Linked DNA regions of Anas platyrhynchos: regions 2 and 3 are each linked to region 1. Evidence: chromatin contacts called from public Hi-C data. All regions are on one chromosome and are shown on one strand. The core of a region is the stretch at or near the end of the contact, and the rest is flanking DNA. Distances in the headings are between cores, read along the strand shown.

What was found. Hi-C and Micro-C count contacts between places; a contact is called where the count stands out from the background.
Region 2: a contact with region 1 is called in a Hi-C map of F5 follicle, with 2.5 times the contacts expected there. The contact joins the enhancer-like site here to the promoter of LMO4 in region 1. A contact is called at or near these places in 2 of 8 Hi-C or Micro-C datasets (F5 follicle and small yellow follicle).
Region 3: a Hi-C map of skeletal muscle shows a contact between it and region 1, with 3 times the contacts expected there. The contact joins the enhancer-like site here to the promoter of LMO4 in region 1. A contact is called at or near these places in 2 of 8 Hi-C or Micro-C datasets (liver and skeletal muscle).

The regions. Positions count from the first base shown.
Region 1 is chr8:23,987,437-23,991,698 of IASCAAS_PekinDuck_T2T, forward strand. LMO4 (LIM domain only 4) reads right to left here and starts at 1,342. Exons shown (of 5, transcript XM_027462640.3): 1 at 617-1,342.
Region 2 is chr8:23,907,108-23,910,773 of IASCAAS_PekinDuck_T2T, forward strand. No RefSeq gene overlaps it. Among named protein-coding and RNA genes, the nearest start is that of LMO4, 80 kb to the right of the region's middle. Within about 2 kb of position 1,319, at least 4 of the 8 cell types and tissues checked have an H3K27ac peak or open chromatin away from gene starts, as enhancers often do. A contact at or near this core is called in F5 follicle and small yellow follicle, where this site is marked.
Region 3 is chr8:23,874,261-23,877,928 of IASCAAS_PekinDuck_T2T, forward strand. No RefSeq gene overlaps it. Among named protein-coding and RNA genes, the nearest start is that of LMO4, 110 kb to the right of the region's middle. Within about 2 kb of position 2,276, at least 4 of the 8 cell types and tissues checked have an H3K27ac peak or open chromatin away from gene starts, as enhancers often do.

The DNA.
Region 1 (4,262 bases), core at 92-2,591:
AGCTTTTAACTTAAATAGGCTTACTCTAGTAATTACACAGCCAAGCAATTTAGGTCCTGGGATAGGAGTCAGTGAAATAGAAAGCAGAGCTGGAAGCTAGAGGCGAAATACCCCCCCCACCCCCCTTTTAACAGCGTCTCTGGTGTTTTTTTAATGGAGACCAAGGGAGGGACGAGCAGAGAGCTGGCAATTTGTAGTACAAAAATGGATGCTTAATTCATGTCTTGGTTTTAATTAGGTGATTCACCGGATTTCTCCCGCATCGAAACAAAAGACCGTGCGGGGGGCAGGAAGGGGATCGGCGAGGAGCGAAGCCAGAGAGCTCACTTTGATCTCTCCTGCCACTGTTTCGGAGCGCTGTTTACTCCGGGGGACGCGGCTTCCCCGAGCCGCCCCCGCCCTCCCGGCCCCTCCGCCCGGGCTCGGCGGCCGCCGGAGCCCCCTTCCCCTGCCCTTCCCCTGCTCCCCGTCCCTTCCCTTCCCTGCGGCGGCGGCGGGGCCGGGCGGCGGCCGGGCTTTGTACGCGGGGCCGGCGACAATGCCCGGGGCCCGCCGCCGCCGCCGCCCCCCGGCCCGAGGCGGCCCCGCGGCGGAGGGCAGCGGCCGCGCTCCTTACCTGCTTCCCCTCTATATTGCCAGAGGCCGGGAGCGGCGTCGCTCGGGGTCACCGCGGAGGCTGCCGCCGTGCGAGGAGACCGGCGCCGCGCTCGCCCGCCCGCGCTGCGGCTCTGCTCCGGGGGGAGCCCCCAGCCCGGGGAGCGGCAGCCCGGGCTGGACGAGCCCCGCTGCCGCTACGAGGGGCGGCCGCCCGCGGTCCTCCCCGCGGCTCCCGCTTCCCCGGAGGGCAGAGCCGCAGAGCTCAGCCCCCCGCCGCCGGAGCCGCACACGCAGGGCGCCGCCGCCGCCGGCTGCCGCAATCGCCGGGTAAGTTTGGCAATGTGGCTGCACTTTGTGCCTCCCCTCCGCCCCCTCCGCCGGCTGCCGAGCTCCCCGCGGAGCCGAGCCGGGCCGGGCCGGGCCGGGCGGCCGCGGAGAGAAGCGGAGCGGAGCTGAGGAGAGGAGAGAGAGGAGCGGAGAGCCGAGCCGAGCCGAGCCGGGCAGGGCGGGCCGGGGGGGGCGGCCTCGCGTGGGCGCGCGTGTCCTCGCCGCGCGCGGGTGTGCGAGCGGGTGTGAGCGCGCGTGAGCCCGCGTGCGTGTGCGGCCGCTGCCCCTCGCACATGTGTTACTGACAGGGCGCAATCCCAACTACACTCCGGGCCGGCCCCGCCGCCCGCCCCGCCGCAGCCAATCCGCCCCCGGCTTGTTCAGGCGGAATAATAAAACCTGCCAATCCCGGGGAAGACAAAGGAATGAGTGAAAGAGGAGAAAAAAAAAAAAAAAAAGAGAGAGAGAGGGGAGAGGAGGAGGAGGAGGAGGCGGAGGAGGGGAATGCGGAGGAAGGCGGCGGGCAGGTGGGGAGCGGCCGTTAGAGCGCCGCCCGCCCCGCGCCCGGCCACCAGTTGAGAAACTTGGCCGGGGGCGGCCCGGCCCCGTCCTTCCGCGCCCTTCCCAGCTCGGCACCGGCCTCCCGCCGCCCCCTCTGCCCCGCTGGGGTCCCGGTGGCGGGGAGCAGGCCGCCGCCGGGCCCCGCCGCCCCGGGCCGGGGGCTCGCAGCCGTCCCCCCGCGGCCACCAGCTCGGGAGCGAGCGGCGCGGCCCGGCCCGGCCCGGCCCGCTGCTGCCCGTGCCCCCCGGGGGCCCGGAAGGGGTCGCTCGGGCCGGGGCGGGCGGCCGGCAGGCAGCAGCACTGCGCGCCTGTGGTGGGCACGGCTGGGCTGCTGAGAGCGCCCCAGGACGAGCAGAAGAGCCCTTCAGTAGGGACGCTTGAAAGTGGAAAAATAACGCCTCTGAGGCCTAGGTGTAGTGTGCAAGACAGGCAATAACACACCTCCCTACAGCTAAAAACAGCCCTCAGAACGCTCCCAGTACCTTCACAGACACTGTAACTCACGGGTGTTGTCCTGGCGAACGGCTCTCCCCCAAGCACGGGTGCTGGCCTGGCTGTGGGACCAGGCTCTCATCTGGCGCTGCCTAACAAGTACACCCAAATGGGCTCCACGGTTCCAGCCAAAGGGGCAGACAAATCACCCATTTCCAGGATCTGTTAAACAAGATGCAAACTTCACAAGGCTAGTTTCTCGATTCTAGGTCACTGGCGTAAGCAGCAGCCACACCGTGAGGACAGTCAGGCTGCCTGGTCCGACACCGCCGCAACTGCAGCAGCAGGCAGGCAGCGGTGGCAGGTACACACAGGCCAAAATTGCTGCGTGCCACGGGAGAGGGCAGCCCTGCGTGCGGGTGGGTCGCTGCACACTGCGGGGACACTGCCACTGCTGATATCAAGTACGTACCCAGCGGCTGCAGTGTGACTGAGTGATGCGTTTGTGCGCTGCCACTGTCTCTTAGTCATCCAAGGCAACATAATATTTTGAACCTGTTCCTGTTCAAGTCTAGCGTAGAAGCAACATCCTGACACAGGTATATGAAACTTCAGCCGGGAGTATCTGCTTGCAAATGAAAGCGCTGGTGCTAAAAAGCAGACCGACTTCCCTCTGACAGGCCGACTGGTAAATCCAGTCTCGGCAATCACAGCCCAGGTGTACTTTAACCACATCGCCACCTGTGGGCCTTCTTCGTTTCTGCATCCCCGGCCGGAGCTGGACCAAGCAGAAGGGTGCCCAGGAACCAGCTAAAACTAAAGGGGGAAAAAAAAAAAAAAGTCTAGCTAGGAAAATGGACTTGGGAAGATAGGATATCTTAGATTTTTATGTATATAGAGAGAGAGCCAATAAAGTATTAAAATTTGAGTAGCATGAGAGGCACGATTCAGAAGTAGGGGAAAAGCTATCTGTCTATCAGCTGGAATATGTTCAAGATCAGTGCCTAAAGCAGACTGGGAGCTCAGGGAAAGCTTCCGGGGAGGAAGGGGGAGAGGACCAGTGTTGTGGTTAAAAGCAATGTGTTTTTTTATCATAGGTCTATGAAGTATATCATCTGGATGTAATCTCCATGTATACATTACATTTAAACATACTCAGCAGTTTTAGATTTGTTATTTAGGATCTGTTACAGTTTAAAATATATAAAGTAACAAGGCGTGCTACAGATAATCAACAGTCACTGACAGCCAAGAGCACGAGAACAGAGCAAATGCCAAGCTAAAATAAAATCTAAGTTGTCTAATTATCTGAGCCTGTAATGGCTGGAAGCTACCACATTCAGGCTCTGGAAGAACCATCAGGACCTCTCCTTACTGGGAAAGATATTCTCCCAAGAAACTCTGCCATAGGCAGTAAAATGTTTACTCGTCTTAGAACCGATAGTGATACGAAAAATGGGAATTACCTTCTCAAGGAGTAGAGTTTTAAATGGTTTAATGACGTTTTCCAAATGCCATTACAAGGCACATATCTTTTGCTGAAATCTAATCTTCACTAATTTTTGTGATTAATTTTAACAGAGGAAACCTTAACAGAGAGCATTTTGCAGAGCAATATTTTTCTAATTTTTCTTTTGTGCAGCATCTGCTGTTGCTGTGCTGTCATCTTCGTTATGTTTTTCATTGTCTATGTGCCATAATGTAATTAGTTAGTTCAACATCATCTGTGCTATTAGATGAGATGTTTCTATGGTAAGTTAACATAGTTCTGTGTAATTGGTAGATTTCAGCAGTAGGCATGAATGTATCCATCAACTTTAGGTCGATTTGAGTCCGCAAGATTTAAATTCACTTGGCATACATTATCCTCAAAGACTGTTAATTTTGGCTGAATGGATAAAAAACACAATGCAGAAGAAAATCTGGCTGCTTATATTGTGGTACTGTTGGAGTCAGGGAAAGGAAAGCATAAAATTGCTGGCATAGTAGTTGCAATCTGAATGTCTGGAAAATGTTACAGCCTGTGATCCAAATCATTCTTAAACCTAGACACGCCCGGGAGATAGCAGGTAGTCCAGAATTTACCAGGGTTATCTCTCCATTCATGAAAGGAGACTTGCTTCTCCCCCTAACTACGGCATTCCTATGGGACCTCAACTGTCTTTTCCTGTTCTCATTAGAGAGAAACATTGAGGCTGCTGCTTTGTCTTGAGATCTTCCACGTCGCACTTTGCTAGCCTTTGTGTCTCACAAGCTACACCTTTTGAACAAACAATTAGACTTAAAGCCTCTTACCCCAGCCTCTTTGGAAACAGTGAGGAAAAATCAACAGCCATTTTTTACTT
Region 2 (3,666 bases), core at 69-2,568, 80 kb before region 1:
ATTGCATCATGTCTTATTCATTTCAGTTCTAATTAGATAGATTCTGATTCCTGATTCTCTCTTTAGCACAGACAGAAAAGTTATAGATGTGAAGATGTAAATTGTCATCCATTTTTATTCTGGTCAACACCCAGAATCCCACAGGTGGATATGGCAGAAGACCTAATAATCCTTTCCTTTAATATTGACTACATATTGAGTTTACTTTTCACCCCATCCCTGACTTGTTAAAGAAAATTTCAGTATCAATGTATAGTAAGATCAACGATCTTCTGGTGAGCCTAGTCAGTGATGCACCACAAGGTTCAGTCATAGACCCCAGGCCCCTTTTTCAGCCCCTTCATCAGGACTCCAGCATACAGAAATGGTTTGACTTGGAGCTTGCTTCAGGAGCGCCTGCCCTGCCTCCGGTGTGGAAGCCCATCACTGGCTGTGGGGAGCCATTTTGGGGGCTGAAGGAGGGCAGCAGCACAACACACAGATTGGCCACAGCCCTCCTCTGCACGCTGTTGGAGCTAGCAGTAGCGTAAGTGTTCATCAGTCCTACCAAGACACAGGTTCTTTGATGTGCTGCACGGGATGAATTTCTAATATTCACGCCTTCAGATGAGGCCCAAGTTTGCCCAACAGTAAGAGCTCAGCAGTCTATTTGACAATTCAAGTGGACTTGAAAAGCTGGTTCCCAGCTTCCTTTCTTTTGCTCGCGCCAATAGTTCCATTGTTCTTAGAAAAGAATCGTCTTTCATCACAAGTAAACTACAAAATGTTTGTGTGGCTCAAAGAACTGAAAAGCGGTTTTCAGATACAATTGGCATTTGCATGCTTAGTGCTGGAGGTGGCCATGTTGCTGAAAAATGATGTTGTTTGTGATGCCAACCATATGACAATTAACTCAGCAGAGGAGAGTGTGTGAATCCATTTCCAACCTGTTTTAATAATAGGGTAACAACCAAAATGCTTTCTCCAGTGGTTAAACCAATATTAAATTCGCCTAGAAACTTGTTTACAGGCTTTTCCACTGGGTTTGTCTATTGCCAGTGCCGTGAAGGACATCAATTTTCAGTAAGACAACCGCCTCCAGCACTGGGATTGGAAACGCCAATTGTAATTAAAACTTTTTTTTTTTTTTTTTTTTTTTTTTTTTTAAGCAAATGCTTTTTGCAGTTTAATTATGGCAAGAAACGCTTCTTGTTTTGTGAACTTCCAGACTGTTGAGCTCAGCAAAACTCTGTTTGGCATTCAGCAGGCAAGTCCTGTCCTTGCTGATGTCAGTGGTGTGCTTACTACTCCAAACACAACACTGGATATTCAGCCCTAAATAAAATCTGAACAAACTGTACTGCACCCAGGTTAAATGTGCTGTAAACACTGATTATTTGTGACCCATGGTTAATCCTAACCACGGGTTATGTATATTTTTCCTCTTTGATATTTTTGCTGTAATCACAGTATGAGTCACAAAACCTATCAAAAGTGCAGATATAAACTACAGTCTTTTTATATGTTTCTAAACAATGAAAACAGAAAGAGAAAAGTAATCTCACAACAGCTAAATGTTTTCTATTTTCCAAAGGCTCTTATTGGTGACATTTCTCCCTGCACTGCTGTTTCTGCAATCACATAGCAACACAGCCCTTGAAATAACTTTTTGGTACTCAATATATAAGGTACAGCATTTGGAGAAACTGATTCCACTCAAATGCCACCTGTTTAAATGCTAAATGGCATCAAAACCTGAAAGAAAAAAAGCATGACAGTCCAGTGGAGGAGGCCGTTACCCTGTTTGGATGACTGAGTTCCCCTATTCAGTTATTAGTCCTTTCTTCTTGAGTTTCAAAGAAAATGACAAGCCAGTGGGTGTAGCAAAGTTAACTTGGTACAGTGCCTGACCATCTCATAGCTTGCCCTCCTACAATCCTTCACAAGATTCAGGCTTGCTAAGACCCTGTTCTGTTCTCTGTTGAGACATGCCTGCAGCCTCCTCAGACTGTTTCTAAATATTGCCATTTCAGCTTCTCAACTATGCATCTGAGAATCTGCTTCTAGCAGGGCCCAGCTGGACTAGTTTTTAGGAAGCGTCAATATTTTTTGAGTCAGAAAACAGTGGAGATGAAACAAACATCTAACATCCAAACACTCTCAGGCTTTCAGAAGTGTGGATCTTCATCTAAACTCTATGGTTTGGGCTCCCTATCCTTCAGGAAAGCGTCTGCATTTTTCTGAGCTGCCTTTTTTTTTTTTTTTCTAAGTTTTAGGCTTTTTCTAAAAGCCAAGCTTCTACCTGCCTGACATCCTCCTCTTTCCTTGTAACTGCATAATAAATTCTGAGTGCTGTCCTCCTACTGAAGAAGGAGCCTCTCCTCGCAGTCTTCACCTGCATCACTTCAATTTCTCCCAGCCAGCAAGCCCCAGTTCTCTCTGGTGCCAGAGCAGCTGGGTGGTTACAAACTCACCTACCAAGCGCTGACTAGAAGTGAATTCCAGATTTTTATATCTTTTGTGTAGAAATCATGTCCAAGCACGTTTAAGGTTTAACTACAGGGCATGAATAAGCCTGAGGAAAGGGTGCTAGAGCTATTGACTATCTACAGGAGCAACATCAAGGTAAAGAAGAGTTTTTGTCCTGTCAGGAAATGCAGAGATGAGGGCAGAATTTACTGGAGCTCTGGACTTGGTTTTGTGTTTGCAAGACCAAAGCAGAAGTGGTTTGTACCTTACATTTCAATGCAAATCCACCCTCATCAAGTTCAAGGTTATTCAGCTCTGCAGTCAGCCTTGGGCTCACCTCTAGAGGTAGTTGACTGATATTGTCAACTTTCAGCAAAAGTTTCTTCTGTGCTTCCACGGCATGTAACACTAGGTTGAGCATCTGGTTGAGGCCACCTGGAATTTCTCTTATGCCAGCTATTATTATTATTCAAAGAAATTTAGTGTTTCAAACACTGCGAAGTTTGTGGCCACCCTGCATATTAATGCTAGTAAAATCAGCAGGATGTATAGCACGGGCAGATCGCTCTTCTGCACCTGTTCTGCCCATTCAAAGATTGCAGAAGAAAGTGGTCATTACAGGCTGGCTTTGAATAAGCTTTCTGTTTAGAAAGGCAGAGAGAAGTAGGAAATATTTTCAGTCCATGTGTAAAGGCTTTAGTAATAAAAACCATTTCTGCACTGCAGTAGGTGCATAGGGATATTGAAAGATATTGGTCATCATCTCCCCCCAAACAGTAGTTTTCTCCAGTGTAACTCCTGCACATCTGAAATACTGAGATGAATTGTACCAAGTTGAGTAATGTACAAGTTTCATTGTCATACAGAATACATGTGTAAGGTTATTAAGATAAAAATGTAACTATATCGTCAAATATTTGCATGCCGTCTTCCTTTTATATCAGCTGGATAGGATGTCAAGTATGTTGTGCTTACAATAATTTTAGGAATGTAATATTTTCAAGTTCAGGAAGTTAACAACTTGGGCTTTTTGCTTTGCACGTCGTAACCTTTTATGTTATCACTTGGTGAGATGAGGTGAAGACACAGAAGCGCATAAATTGGAGACCTCAGGTCTGTGATTATGTTAGAGCTGACCCTCGTCACATCTAACATTACACTATGCAGCACTGCTCGCTGGAGAAAAAACTACCCGGAGTGAGGAGACGAAGTGTAACT
Region 3 (3,668 bases), core at 1,026-3,525, 110 kb before region 1:
AAAGAAAAAAAAAAAAAAAAAAAAAGAGAGATTAACCCTGGCTTTTATACCAACTAATCTGTGATCAGTGCAGGACACAAAGAAAGCAAGAAGGAAGCCTTTTGGCAGTTTCTAGGGGGCCACCAAAGTTTGTTAGGGTAGTCTCAAGGTTGGTCTGAAGTGCTGCAAGCCAGACACCAAGCCCAAATGGCTCTGAGTCTTTTCTGTGTCCATCTCAGCTCTGATGTCATCTTTAATGGCACAGGGTAGGCCTGAAGCTCTGAAAACCATGAACATAGCAACTAAAAAACATTTGATCTCCGTATACACAGAGTCTCCCAAGAAGTGTGACCTTCAGTGATTCTGTTGTCCTGCAACTTTTTGCTTCTCACATGTTTCAGAAGGAGCACTGCGCACAGCTGAGACCAATTGAAGGGCTACGTGCTGCAGTCTGCCTGCGTGGCACCATCAAGGTGCCTTCTAGTATCTGAGAACAGTAACCACAATAGTTGATGTCATGAGACTGATTAAAACTAACTGCCCTGCCTGTGAGGTAGAACATTAATTGAAAATGTGCAATTTGTACAATAGGCAGTAGTTAATTATCTGCTTCTTTGAACTGCTTGGTGTTTGGGATGGCTCTGCCTATGGGGACCAGAGGCATGAAACAAAGACGCAGTCAGTTTGAATGGGTAGCTCATACCATTTAAATGAGTAGAAGCTGTTTAAAAACATGCCTTTTTAATTCTTAATGTAATTTTAGGTCTACTTTATAGTAATACTAGTTGAGGTGCAATTGCCCTACACAGAGATCGTTGTCACTAGGTTACACAAGATGGCCACCTTAATTTATGCTAAGCATCAGGATTAAAACCTGTTACTTGTTCTGTAAACAAATTCTTATCAAGTGAGCTAAGAAAAAATCATTTTCACTTAGTTGCGGTATAGGCATTTACAGTCAAAGATAAGCATTTCTGATTTAACCCAGTAGAGAGCAGTGGTGTGTATACACACCAGACACATTATGATAACATTAACTTTTAATAGCGAGAACCTCGGTTACTTCATTTGGGAAGCTTGAGGGTTTTTTTGTATCCCACTGTTTCATTTAGAGTATAACAAACACGTACATGCTGATGCATACAAATTCAGTCAAATGCTTTATTTATTGGAACTCATAACCCAGTTCTTCTCTATTTTCATCTGTCAATGATAACCACATGATTGCTGCTGAGTAAAATGTAAAATATCCGATAAACTTTGTCATCATTAGATTACAGGGATAAAAGCACAAATATTTGACTTACACATTTATTTACTTCCTAATTCTATGGTAATTTTTTATGTATATCTCTCTGACTGTATCTGCCTACACAATGAGTAAAGTGTTCATCCATTGTTATCATTGTGAAGATCGGCACGCACTTAATCAATCACAGAAAATTGTTTTATATCGTATGCAAAAGATTATTAATGCCTTACTGTGTAAAAGCTTACCTAAGCTGATGTTCTCAAAACTGAAACATTTAATCACATTTGTCATATTTTGTAGGTTTTTTTGCTGAATATACAAGACTTTGTAACACTAATTAAAACAGTGTGCAACAAAGAACGCACTGGAAATACACTGATTAAGTAGACAGATGTACAGAGAATGACTTCTGTGGAAATGATGTAAAAAGTGATTTTTTGGTAAAGGAAGAAAGATCGGTCCAAAGCAGAACCTCTGTATCTAAAGTCTTTGAACTGTCTTGGTAGTTTGAGGTCTGTGTGGGACCCAAAACCAAACAGGAACCACTATTACACATCTGAAATCTCCTGAGATTTTGGCCCATGGAAGTGGGTTTCATGTGAAACAGCTGGTCTAAGGTGCTCAAATACTGCAGTGATGAGTAATGTGCGAGCATGTGGGAAATGTGATGAGTCTCATGAAATTTCTATTGTGAAAGAAATCTTGAAATGGCAACTTCTGACTGCTGCTGAATCTGCATCTGAGCTCTGCTCCTGGTTCACCCTCAAACTCAGCCTTAGAGGGGATGGTGCTGTGCCAGTCCTGCTGCTTACCCTGCCCCTGCGCAGCACTGCAGAGTTCAGCTGGCTGCTGGCCCTGGCCCCATAGTGATGCTGGGCTGTTGTGGGGCAGCAGCTCTGGGTGGAGTTGGAAGAGATGTAACTACCATTACAGCGGTAGTTCTTCCCAGCCCTGTGCTTGTTCCTCTGCTGCTGCTCGGGGTGCTGGTTATCGCTGGTGCACCGGCATGGCTGCACCATGACGGTGCAGGAAGGAGAAGCTGCAGCCAGCAGGGGAGGTCTGCCTTAACAGCTCACAGAGCTGGGGCATTGGTAGGCTGCTCCCTTCAAAGGAAATATGCTGTGGGATCACCAAATGCAAAGTTACATACCTACGAATGAGTAATGCCAGCTGTATGTACGGAAGGGGGAACAGTGCTCAGGAAAACACCGAATCAGGAAGATTTTAGGCACTCATCCTGACCTCCAGGTGGCAAAAAATGGCTAATGCGGTCCTGGCTGTATAAACAGGGGAGTAGTGAGTAATAGAAAGGAGATTTTACCTTTGTGCTCATTGTGAGGCTGTGTGTTGTGAAGCTATGCCAGGAATCTGTGTTCAGTTGTGCTGTTCGTATTTTAATAAGGATGTTAAGTGCAAAAGTAACACTACAAGTTAATTAAAGACTGGACAGAACGTTTTACAATGAGCAGGCCTTCAAGAAATCATTATTTCAGAGAGCTGATTGAGAGATAACAGTATGGTATATGGTCCAGGAAAAAACATTTCCAGGTATTACACCATGTAAGCTAGTAGAGAAGGGCAAACAAGGAACAGTGGCTTCCCAGATGAAGCTTGGCAGTCAAATTACAAATAAAGCCCACGTTTTTAATGATGAAACAGATTAACCACTGGAAGAGGCTATAACAGGAAGGAGTAGACTCTGTAACCCTTGATTTCTTCAGATCGGGGCTGGATACCTTTCTGAAATGTGGGCTTTGCCAAATGCAGGTTACACTGGCTACCTACACGAGTAGCTGGCTGGAACATAAAAGTAAGAGAGAGTGCAGCAGGGTCATGTTTCTTTAGGACATATAAAGGAGTAGTGGGAACTCACAGGAAAAATTACCCTCAAATATATGCTGTGAAAATGTTTAGATTTATCTTGCCCCTCCTCACAGTCTGTTTTCTAACAGGCCACTCAAAGACACTGCTACCTTTAAGCCAGATTTAAGATGAGTTTAAGCCCATAACTAGTTACCTGTAGTTACCTACATCCTCATCAGATGACACACAGTGGAGGATTTTGCATTATATTATTATGAACTTTTTATGTCATCTTACCACATCTCCAAAGACTGTGTAGACTTCCTGGGCCTTTCCCAGACTTGGATAGTTCAATATATAGATGGCAGCCTCCAATTCTTCTTTCCTTTGTGGAATCATCCAGCACCAGGACAGCCATTCAAATGCAGTTAGCATTCCCACATGCTCACCTTCATCTGGATGTCTGACATCTGCCTCTTGTTTACCTGTTCAAAATCTCCAAAGCTACTTATGGAAAGCAGTGTGACACAGGGGAAGAGTGCTAAAATGTGTTGATAAAAGTTCCTGTGAGTTTTACTAGTCTAAACTACATGAAATTACAGCAGCCAACAGCTCTAAAGTATTAAAATGTTGG